2 separate regions of the Mus musculus genome follow, and region 2 is linked to region 1. Evidence: chromatin contacts called from public HiChIP or PLAC-seq data. All regions are on one chromosome and are shown on one strand. The core of a region is the stretch at or near the end of the contact, and the rest is flanking DNA. Distances in the headings are between cores, read along the strand shown.

Region 1 (5,758 bases), core at 2,867-5,366:
AGTACTGCTGGTACAATTTTGATGTGAATGGTGTTAGAGACTGCTTTTTGGTAATATAGGCATTTCAAACTATTAAATTCTGCCAATCCATTAACATGCAAGTCTTCCTGTCTACCAGTGTTCCATCAAATGCTCTTTTTGATGCTTTCAAGTTCTCACTGTTGAAGGCTTTTGCCTCCTGGGTTAGTTTCATTGGTGGGTGTTTGTGTGTTCTTCTAAATATATTTTTTAGAATTTTAAAAAAATTATTTTATATGTATGAGTGTTTTGCCTGAATGTATGTCTGAATACCACTTGTATATCTGGTGTCTTTGTAGGTCAGAAGAAGGCATTGGTTTCCCTGGGACTGGAGTTGCAGATGGTTGTGAGCCACTGTGTGGATGCTGGGAATCAAACCTAGGTGCTCTGGAAGAGCAACAAGTACTCTTAACCACTGAACTCTCTCCTAGCCCTGGCTCCAGGTCCTGATCTTACTGCTTCTGCTTTCTAAGTGCTGGAGTTACAGCTGTGCCCCACCGCATTCGGCGAGAGTGTTTTAATTATATCATGTTGTCTGCAAAGAAGCTTTGATTTGACATCTTCCTATCCTTTTGTATTTCTTTAATTATTGTCTCTTTTCTCATTCAATCCATACTGTGTACCAGTCTGGAAAACTTAAGGAGATCCTTTCTCAAAATAAAGAGTTAAAAACAAAAACAAAAACCCTGAGCATGATGGTGGCGCATGCCTTTAATCCCAGCACTCAGGAGGCAGAGGCAGGCAGAGCTCTGTGAGTTTCAGGCCAGCCTGGTCTACTTAGTGAGTTCTAGGCCACCCAGGGCTATGTAGTGATACCTTATCTTTAAAACCACAGTAAAAAGAGAGCCAAAGAAGTAGCCCCATGGCAGAGCCCTTGGCCGACATGCACAAGGCCCTGGATTTAAGCCCCAGTGCTGGGGGGTGGGGACGGAAATGAAGAAGAAAGAAAAAGAAAACCTACTCTGAAGGTTTCAGATGTGGCCTGAAAAGAAACCTTTCTGGTTGTTCCCCTGCCTCTCCTTAGGCAAACCATAGAAAGTAGAATTTCTCTTTGCCAAGGTGGGTCACAGTCTTTCCTTAGCAATCCCAGCATCCCAGCACTTAAGAGGCTGAGGCAGAAGGAGTCAGAGTCCAAGGCTAGCCCTAACTACAAAACTAGATCCTGTCTCAGAAGACCAAGGGCTGGGTGGGGCTCAACCGTAGAGCACCCACCTAGCATATGCAAAGTTGGATTCCAGTACTGCAGAGAGGGAAACCAAAATAAACACGGAACCCCAGCGCACTTCTTTTCTAATGCTAAGCACAGAAGCCAAGACTATTGTTCTAAATTCCCCTCATCTTTCTGTGTGATGGTTGCCATAAAGAAATTCTTTGACATACCTCGTTTGATTATAGATCAAAAGACTCCTATTTCGGACTGGATCCTGTGCAATACCCAAAAGGGAAGAATGCTATGAAGAGGCCAGAAGAGTCTAGACAGGTCCTGTAGGGGCCCCTGTATAATCACTACTAGATCATTTCCATTAATCCAGTCACATTTGTCAACTACCTATGCTTCATCTAACTTAATGGACACTTCAGCCTGGCTCCTTGCTCTTCATTCTGAAGGCAATGAATCATGTAAAGCTATGATCAAATGAACGTGTACACATGTCACTTGTTAAGCTGTGTTTTAGGGTGAAGGTGTTGACTGTGACCCTTTGTGATGGGCAGGAAATATAGATCATCATCATCATCCATGTCACTGTCCCTGCAGTGGGAATGTATGTGGTCGGCGAAGAGAAAACATTAGTTTGAGCCCCTAGCATAGTCATGCTGTTCTGATGTTGCAGAATAATTTCCAGTCTCTACCAGGTAGTACAAAGCACAGGGGTGTTGAACGGCCTGTATCACTGGGAACGGGACTGGATGTGAGTGCTGCAGCAGTCACAGGTAGAGGAGATTGGAAACTGTACAACAAAGGTAGGAAGCTGGATGGGCGGGGCTGGAGAGTGGGTGGAGGGATGGCTGGGAGAATTTTCCCTTGTGCACATTGACCCCTACCAGACTGGCCTGTGGACAAGCCGGTAGGGCATTTTCTTGGTGGATGATTGATATGAGAGAATCCAGATTAGAGTGGGTGTGGCCACCTTGGGCAGGCCAAGCAAGCCATGGCGAGCAAGCCAGTAAGCAGCATCTCTCCATGGTCCTGCATCTGCCGCTGCCTCCAGGCTTTTGCCTTGAGTTCCTGCTCCGACATCCTCCGTGATGCACAGTGATGTGTAGGTCTAATAAACCCTTTTCTCCTGAAGTTGCTTTTGGTCATGGTGTTTTATCACAATAATAGGAATCCAAAGACAATCATAACCTTGTCTCTGAGGGAAACGGAGGCAGGCAGGTCACTGCGGCTTGCTGGTCGCAGCAGAGCTGAGAAATTCCCGGGTCAGGAAGAGATCCTACCATGGAGCAGCAGAGCAGCAGGCAGAAAGCGCAGGAAGAGGAGACCCAGTGTTCCACCCACATGTATAAGCATGTGCACTCCTTCCCACAAAATAATCAAAGTTAAAAAAAATAATGTATGCAGGATAATAACGCCATAATAGAACATTAAAATAACTGGTGGTTCGTTATATCACTTCCTGACTCTTCTGTGTATGTTTGAAAATTTCCACACTGTAAAGTTTAAAAATAAACCTACCTACAGGGCAGTGTGTTAATTGGCCCAAATGGTGCTCCAGGACCCGCTGCAGGGGTGGTCCTCGGCCAGTGGGAGGAGCTTGCGCTTGGCAGTCAGAAAGGTCTGGTTTGATTTCCAGCTCTGTCCCTCTCTCACCACATTGCTTTGGGCAAGTCACTGGCTGGCTTCTGGGCACAAACATGGGGCACAAGCGTGGGTACTTCGTGTTTCAGAATGTTGAAGGAACAAGTGAGTCCACGTGTCAAGTGCACATCCCGTGCCAGGCACACAGGAAGTGCAGCATACAGTCTTAATTACTTTACAGCAATCTAACTATTCTTTTTTTTTTTCTTTTTACCTTGTTGGTTTTAAAAATAGATGTAAAAATATAGAAGTATATGAAGCAGAGGTGAACTTTCCGTTGCAAACTTCCCAGTGTTCTTTCTATGGGAGGAATCTGCTTAAATTAAAACTTTAGCCTGTATTTTTCCAGACAGTTTTTTTTTTTTTAGTCTTTAAATATATGCAGGCATATGCATCTGTAATCATGTATATATTTAAAACAAAAGTGGATTTTTTTTTTTTTAGATACTTTCTCTGTGTAGCCCTGGTATCCTAGAACTCACTCTGGAGACTAGAGAGCAACCTGCCTCGGCCTCCTGAGTGCTGGGATTAAAGGTGTGTACTTGGTCCCCCAAAATGGAATCGTACTCTTTGCTCTGAAATCTCCTTTTGATTTATACTATAGAGCACCTGTGTGTGTGTGTGTGTGTGTGTGTGTGTGTGTGTGTGTGTGTGTGCAGTTATAGAGGCCAGAGGGCAAAGCTGTCTACCTCCTTTGAAACGTGTCTCCATTGTCCTGGAACTCACAGAATCGTCTAACTGGCTAGCCCAGGAACCACAAAGATCCCTGTGTCTATCTTCCCAGCGCTGAGATCACAGGCTCATGCCACCATGTTTGGCGTTTTTACATGGGCTCTGGGAATCAAACTCAGGTCCTCACACTCGCAAGGCAACGGAGAAATGCCTATAGCATTTTATGTCAGTTCATGAGGCTCTGTAGATATGGTTTCATAAATTTCATTCCTATGCATTTGCTCCCAGCTGTGGGCATTTATATATGCTAGAATCTGGCAATACTGCAACGGTTCTAACGTCCCTCTATAACGTCACAGGAGGATTTTTTTTTTTTAATTTTGGTTTTGTTTTATTGTTGTTTTGTTTTATACTAAGACCCCAGTATTCTTGGCTTTTTCTACGTTTCTAAGCTGCATGCCGAGAGGGACTGTCTTCTCTGGTCCCACTGATTTCTTAACAAACTGAGGTGTGGTTTGATTTAGAGAAAATATCAGCCTCAGTGGAGAAAAGAGTCCGGCTGCTCTCTGCTGTCTGCCTGGGTGGCTGGAGGACGGTGACACAGCTGCCGTTGTCAGGGCTGAACACAGCAGAGGGCTGGGTGAGTCACAGTTTTATTTGTGAAAAGCCCGCAAAGATCCTGTGAGGTGGGATCCTGAGAGAACCAAACAATAAAACCTTCTCTCAAAAGAAATCCCAGTGGATGTGGGGATGAAAAGGTGGGTGAGGAAAGAAGCGGGTGGAGAAGTTCACTTTCCCCTCCTGTTGTCCTGGTGGCTTTTCAAGAGGACGGTGCAGGAGAAAGATGGTTTCAAAATGGGGACTGGGGGCGGGGGAGGTCTGGCCCTGCCTTATGTAAGAGCACCTGACATGCGCGGTACAATCAGTCCCAGGCAGACTCCTCAGAAAGATCGCTTTGTAAACCACTCTTGGCTCAGGGGAGGCCAACAATTGCCAACAATTGGCCTTTGTCCTTGCGGCTCTCCCATCATCCCACTATAAAGCTTCTGGTTCAAACCACTGGGAGGTTTGGGCAAGAAGAAATTCTTCCATTGTCTGTTAGGAATGAGATCAATAAGGTGACGTAACCCATGATGTAAGGCTTGCCCCGGGTTCCGGCTGGTCCAGGTGCAGGAATCACAAGAGGCCTCCTTACTGCACGTATTTCTTTAGGCCCTTAGGCAACCTGGCCACACAGTGTGAAATCTTCAGCACCTTCCCTTTCCCCTTTCTGCCTTATAACCACCCTCGCCCATGACCCCACAACAGGCTCCCTGGTTTCTTGGACTAGAGATCTCCCTTCTGCAGCCTCTTTCCAAACCCAGCCTATACTGCTGCAGAGTCACACGTTCTTTTGTCTGTCTGTCTGTCTGTCTGTCCTTCTTGCCAGCTGTATCCTACATTCTCAGCCCCAGAGGCTCGAGGTTAAGTGACAGCACAAAGACACAAGTGGATAAATTCAGACTATGAGGTGGACCATGAAGCAACTGAACTAGTTTAATCATCGCATCAACATCACAAGAAGAAACAAATACACCAAGGGATGTAGGTGGAATGAGGGGAATTGTCCTAGATTTTAAAATTCAAAAGCTGGGGCTGCGGAGATGGCTCGTCAGGTGTCGGGTAACGGCACTTGCCACACATACTTGGCAACCTGAGTTCAGTTGCCTGAACCCACAGAAAGGTGGAAGGAAGGACCTCACTCCACAGAGTTGTTCTGTGATCTCCACATTCATATGTGGTTCGTGTGCCTCCCCTCCCCCAACACATACACGATAAATAAATAAAAATTATATTCAAATGCATGCAAGAACCCTTGTTTGAATCCTGATTTTAATAAGATGTCACAAAATGGCATTTCTTTAGATTTTTTTTTTTTTCCCGAGACAGGGTTTCTCTATATAAACCTAGCTGTTCTGGAACTAACTTTGTAGTCCAGGCTGGCCTCGAACTCAGAAATCCGCCTGCCTCTGCCTCCCAAGTGCTGGGATTAAAGGAGCGTGCCACCACGTCCGGCTTCTTTAGATTTCTGAAAGCAAAAGCTAAGAAACAGATGCACTGGAGTACTGTGAGTTTTTAAAGCATTTTCTTGGCTGTGATGTGTAGGAATATCTGCATGTGAAGTATTGAGGGAGGAGATTACAGGAGGTCTGGGATTCACCTTAAAATGTCTACTCGGATAAAGCAGACGTGCATGTGTGGTGGTAGGCAGTCCTGGTAAGTGTTGAA
Region 2 (5,423 bases), core at 501-3,000, 630 kb after region 1:
CCTGCCAGTTGCTTCCAGAGCTGAGATCAAAAGGAAGTGAGCAGGAGACAAGAGACTAGCAATTCCCAAGCATCTGCTTTGAGCCAGGCATTGCACAAAGAGTCACAGTTGCTGGGGTTGACTCTAGGTGCTCACAGCAAGGCAGGTTCAGTGAGTGCGCTGGCTGACTTCGTAGGTGGGAAGCTGAAGCAGAATGAGACATAAGGTTTCGCAACTTGTGAGCACAAAACCCAGATTTACACCTTGGGCAGATGGACTTGAGAACCCTTCGATAGCCTCCAGGTTCACACACGTGTCTTGTCTCTGCTGAGCGGCTCAAGGGTTGGTCATCCCTGTGTTGGGCTGTGCTGGGCCCTCTGAGTGGGTCCTGCATCCCAGGTGAACACCTACCAGAGTCCTCCCAGCATGTCATCAAGTCTCTAGCCCTTCATACTCCTGAGGATCACCAGCAAAGGTCCCTGCTGCCTGTCTACTATATGTCCCTCTACATGAGTGCCCACTTCCAGCCCCACACAGTGACCTCTCCTGCTGAGTGGCATTTGGATGCTATGGTGCCTTCCACTCTCTCTGCCTCACTCTGTTTCCAATGTGCACAATGCCCTCTCCCTTGAGCCCTGGGGCTCGAAATCTCGTGTCTCCAGTTAAAGACCCAGGAACTGGGAGCACAAGCAAGTTCTGTTCTTAAAAGTGGGGGCTGGGGGGCATGAAGAAAAGAGGTAGCTTGGGGCGGGGGAAGGAACACTAGTGGAGAAGAAGAGAGGAGGGGGTCAGAGGGCAGGAGAAGGGCACTGTTGCATCTGTATGTGTGCCCAAGCATCCTGTAGTCCACAGTCAGGATCCTGCTGGGTAGAGAGAGAATTTCATCAGAATCAGCATGCCAGGATCAATTTGACAAGAGGGATGCTTCAGTCCACTGCAGGCAGGGAGCTGCCAGGGTTGGTTAGTGAGCTGCTAGTGGCCAAGGTGGGTGCTTCCCGACACTGACTAAATCCTCCTTTAGAGCTCCAGGAGAGGAACTGCTGCTCAGGAAAGGAGGAAGGGTCCTTGTCTACACCTGCCTCCATGATCACTATTGCTGCTTGTTGGGAGAATGTCAGGAGTGCTTTCCAGAGTCCATGCCAAGGCAACAGCCGAGGCCATTTGGTGACCCTGGGAGATGGCACTCGTGCCTCTGTTTTACAAATGGAAGTTTGGGGAAGGAAGATATTATTCAGCAGGAAGCAGAAGTGACCCATGAAGTTAATTTTATGCTACCGTCACCTACGGATGGGGGCCCTGAGAGATAAGGTACAAGTGGCGACTTAGCTGGAGCTCCCAGCAGACATGACATAGTTCTGATCTTAGTCCTCACTGGCCCACAAGGAGAACCCTGTTGTTATCATTCCCTTCTTTCGGAAGCGGGAAGCTGACACTTGAATCCAGCCTTCCACACCAGAGTCTCTGCCTTTAACTGCTTCTCTTAAAAGCGGGGTTCCAGAGAGAGACCTAACTATGTTCCGTGTGCCTTCTCACTGATGAATGGGGTACATCAGGCCCTTCAGCCAACAGCACAGGCAGCTGGTCTAACCCCGGAGGGACAGCCACCAGCCTGGTTCAGTGCACTTCCAGGTTGGGGCACCCCAGACATGGTAGGTGACCTGTGCTGGTATTTTTTGTTTATCTCCTGGGACACAAGCCAAGTGTGAGTCTGTTGAAACAGTAGTCGCTTGAAGCTTGCTTGAGGCAATCAGCTAATGTGGAGAGGAGAGAGGAGAGGGTGAAAGGGCAGGGCAGGGACACTGTGACTTGTGTGTCATAGTCAGAATCCTGCCGGATAGTGAAAGAATTTCATCAGAATCAGCATCCTGGGAGCAATTTCACAAGAGGAATATTTCCCCTCTGGCAGTGGACATTCTGCCCTGGCCAGAGCACCTGGTCTGATGTAGCCAAAAACCTGGGGTCTGGGGTGGGGATGGGGTGGAGATCCTTCCTTGGTCAGGGCTAGCTGCCTACATAATCTAAAGAACAGCTCACTCCATGGGCCTGGGTCTCTCTGAATGTCCAGGGTAGGGGGGTCTGGTTCTCAGGTTCTTTTTAGCCCTGCATCCTCACTCTAATGCTCCTTAGATGGCGCTTACTTTTCAAAGACAGGAAACTCCTGTTGTCACGCTCCTTAGAGGACAGAAGTTCCCAGCAGCATTTGAATTTCCCCTGAAGTCTGGTTTTTGACAATGGTCTTCACTACTCAAGGACTGTCTAGGGATTAAGGAGAGAAAAGGACTGCTGTTCAAACATGGGCATGCAAGCTGCAAAATATCCACAGACATCTACGCTGTCTGGAAAGTGGACCCTTCTCTTACCATGGGCCCGGATTCTGTCTGAGCATCCCAGCAATTTAATAGTTCATGCCTGATGGGCATCTATCTGCCCTAGCCTGGAGTGCTAGCAAATATTTAGCCATGGTACCACACCACCATGCTGCTGCTGAAATGAATTACTACCACACGAGGAGATGCAGGGTGGTAGAGGGGAAAGGTCAGATTCACATCCTGTTGTAGCGCTGACTTCCGTTCGTTCGGCGTGCTTTGGTGTCCTGCAAGGACCACATTGGTGCAGTGTTTAAATGAAGTCAGGGTAAAGCTCTTATATGGGATTGACATACACATGCAGACCAGCAGGCAGTGTTTGGGTTCCAGGGAAAGAAAGTGGACAAAAGAGTGATCTAAATGACCCATGTTCAAAGGCTGGTTCTGTCACTCATTACTATAGTTAGAATTGTGCTCTCCACCCCCATTCTCTCTTAAAATCCTAGAATACCTTAGAATATGAATATCTGAGGAGAGGTCCAAGTGACAATGAAGTCAGAAGGCTAGACCCTGATCACATATGACTGGTATCTTCGTAGGAAAAGGAGATTTGCATGTGGACCCACATGTTGGAAGCCACGTAACTGTAAAGATGGCCACCCACTAGCCATAGAGTAAGAACTCAAAAGCCAAGCCCATTAACTGTGGTGACACATGCACTTAATCCCAGCACTTGGGAGGCAGAGGCAAGTGGATCTCTGAGTTTAAGGCCAACCTGGTCTACAGAGTGAGTTCCAGGACAACCAGGACAACAGAGAGAAACACTGTCTTTAAAAAAAAAAAAAAAAAAAAGTAAGTCTGCTAACTCCTTGACCTTGGACTCCTAAGCCCCAGAACTGTAAGCTAACACATTTAACACATTTGTATGGTTTGAGCCTTCTTATACACAGGGGTGACAGATCTACTGTGACAACCCTAACAACTCAGTCACCCACCTGAAAACTCCTTACACTTTGCATGGTAGAGGAGACCAGAAAATCCCTAAGAAGAGGTCTGGTGCATAGTAGGGTCTTAGCAAATGTCCCTTGCCTATCTTCCAAGAACAAGAACAGCAGCTGGCCTCCTGGGAGAAGGGACTGGAGATATTGCAGAGTCATCCTGTGTTAGCATGAATCCAGGCACCCTACCCTTGACTCCACCCTCATCTAAAGCCCAGATTGGCAAACAACCTTGCCCTCGGCCCAGCCCTGGCCTTGGGACTGGCATCCAGCCAGGTTGATTGAGATCTGGGTACATAGTTGACTTTACCTATGGCCAAGTTCAGAGCAAAGCTGCCCTGGTTCATAGGCCAGCTTGGCATAGGGCACAGTTGCCAGGGAGTGGTAGAGAGGCCACAGAGATGGAGAGGAGCTGGGGGACCCCCACTCTGCAGTCCTGGCTGGGACCAACACCTTACTGTCAGACATAATCTGACTCTTCCCATCACCAGGCTGTTTACAAGTCACTCCAAGCCTTGGGAAGATAAGGGGTAGGGCGACAGTGGGACCCAGGAGTCAAATCCTGGCAGGGCCGTGGATGGGCTGCGTGGGCTGTGTGACGTTGGACCTTCCTTCGGTGGAGACTAGTCGGGGCCCAGATGGACAGACGGAGGCTTCTGTAATGTGAAGGTCATCTCCACCCATGGAGCTCCCAAGGCCCTCCATAATGGCATCTATTGTGACTGGTTCACAACTGACTGCTCAGAACTGTTGCTGAATCAAATTCCTGGAGAGCCAGGAAGTGTGCCTGTGGGTAGGAGAGCCAGTCTGGCACATCCAAGGACCAGCGCGTCCTTCCTATAACATCCCTCCTGCATCTCTTGGCAGCCTGAGAGCATAGGTAACAGCCCTCGGCTCCCTCCCCACAGCCCTCAGCTCCCTCCATGAGCTAGTCCTTTCTAACATCTGTTACCACCCGGACTCATCGGGATTTTCATATTCTCTGCGGCCTCTCTGCCCCTTCCCTGAGAAGAATGGTGATTGCATAGCAGGAACTTTGTGTTGGTCACTGTTCCACCTCCTGAACCCAGAACAGTGAGTTGCCCGGTGCTGAGTCCCTGTATGACTTGGGCCCTGGACTGCCTACTAGGGGTGGCAAGGAAAATGAAGACAAGACAGACACATGGATGCAGAAACACTGGGGTTGAGTAATCTGGGCTCTCAAATGGAGAAGCCATTGCACCCTGGACTCAGTTTGTTATATACACCTGAACAGGAAGGTAGGGTTATTGATACAAATATGCTAGGAGACAGAGTTATTGCATACAGATAAACAAGAAAGGAGGGTTATTACAAACAGATAACCAAGAGGGTGGACTTATTATATAACAGATAAACAAGGAGGCAGGGTTTATGATTCGGAGCTGCGGCAGGAGGCAGGTCTAGCTGATCTTGATAGGAGCAGTCTGCAGGACAGCAGCCTTCAGGCTAGAGCATCTTGGTGGAGGGCAGAAAGCTATGGTGAACATTTTCTGTACACAAGATCAATATTCACATTCAAGGATTTGCTATTTCATGGGACTGAGGAGCTGGTCCTTGTCATGACCCTGCACGTGTCAAACAATTCATATTTCATACAAGCTGTTACTGGCTCCCTCCAGCCTGGTACTTAGTAGGAATTCAGTCTTTGGGGGAGGAAGAGGGAAAGGGTGGGAGGAAGTTGTAGATCCTTTGTAAATATTGCATTTGAGACAGTTGCTTTAAGTCAGAGGCCAGTTCTATTTTCTAGAGACTTCCATCTGATGCAGGTAAGAGACACAGTGACCTTTAGCATATCCTTGACAGAGGGAAAGAGGGACCAGGCTGAGGACATGAAAGTTGGTGGCAGCCTATGGCTTAAAGCCTTAGGAAACAGGGAACCCTGCTGAGAGAACATAGGTTAGCAAGAATTAGAGGCCAGGTAAGGGCAGACAGAGATCCGAGTATATGCAAAGATGAAGGCTGGGACAAGCTTGTGTGGTGTTGACAGATGTGTGTTGCTGTGTACTGGGGATGGTCCAGGAATGTGCTGAGTTGGGATCTGTTGAGACCCAGCTTTGAGATGTACAAATTCAGCCTGCGGCTTCTCTGGGCCCTCAGAGGCCTCCCACTGATTGAGAGT

The links. HiChIP or PLAC-seq counts read pairs in DNA pulled down with a chosen protein or histone mark.
Region 2: a FOXA1 HiChIP or PLAC-seq map of pancreatic cancer cells shows a contact between it and region 1. The contact joins two enhancer-like sites. A contact is called at or near these places in 2 of 115 datasets of contacts at active chromatin or transcription factors (astrocytes and pancreatic cancer cells).

What each region holds. Positions count from the first base shown.
Region 1 is chr7:97,753,050-97,758,807 of GRCm38.p6, forward strand. No RefSeq gene overlaps it. Among named protein-coding and RNA genes, the nearest start is that of Aqp11, 18 kb to the left of the region's middle. Within about 2 kb of position 4,117, at least 116 of the 459 cell types and tissues checked have an H3K27ac peak or open chromatin away from gene starts, as enhancers often do. A contact at or near this core is called in pancreatic cancer cells, where this site is marked.
Region 2 is chr7:98,381,846-98,387,268 of GRCm38.p6, forward strand. All of the region lies in intron 6 of Gm44507 (a long non-coding RNA gene), which reads right to left. Among named protein-coding and RNA genes, the nearest start is that of Tsku, 23 kb to the left of the region's middle. Within about 2 kb of position 1,751, at least 35 of the 459 cell types and tissues checked have an H3K27ac peak or open chromatin away from gene starts, as enhancers often do. A contact at or near this core is called in pancreatic cancer cells, where this site is marked.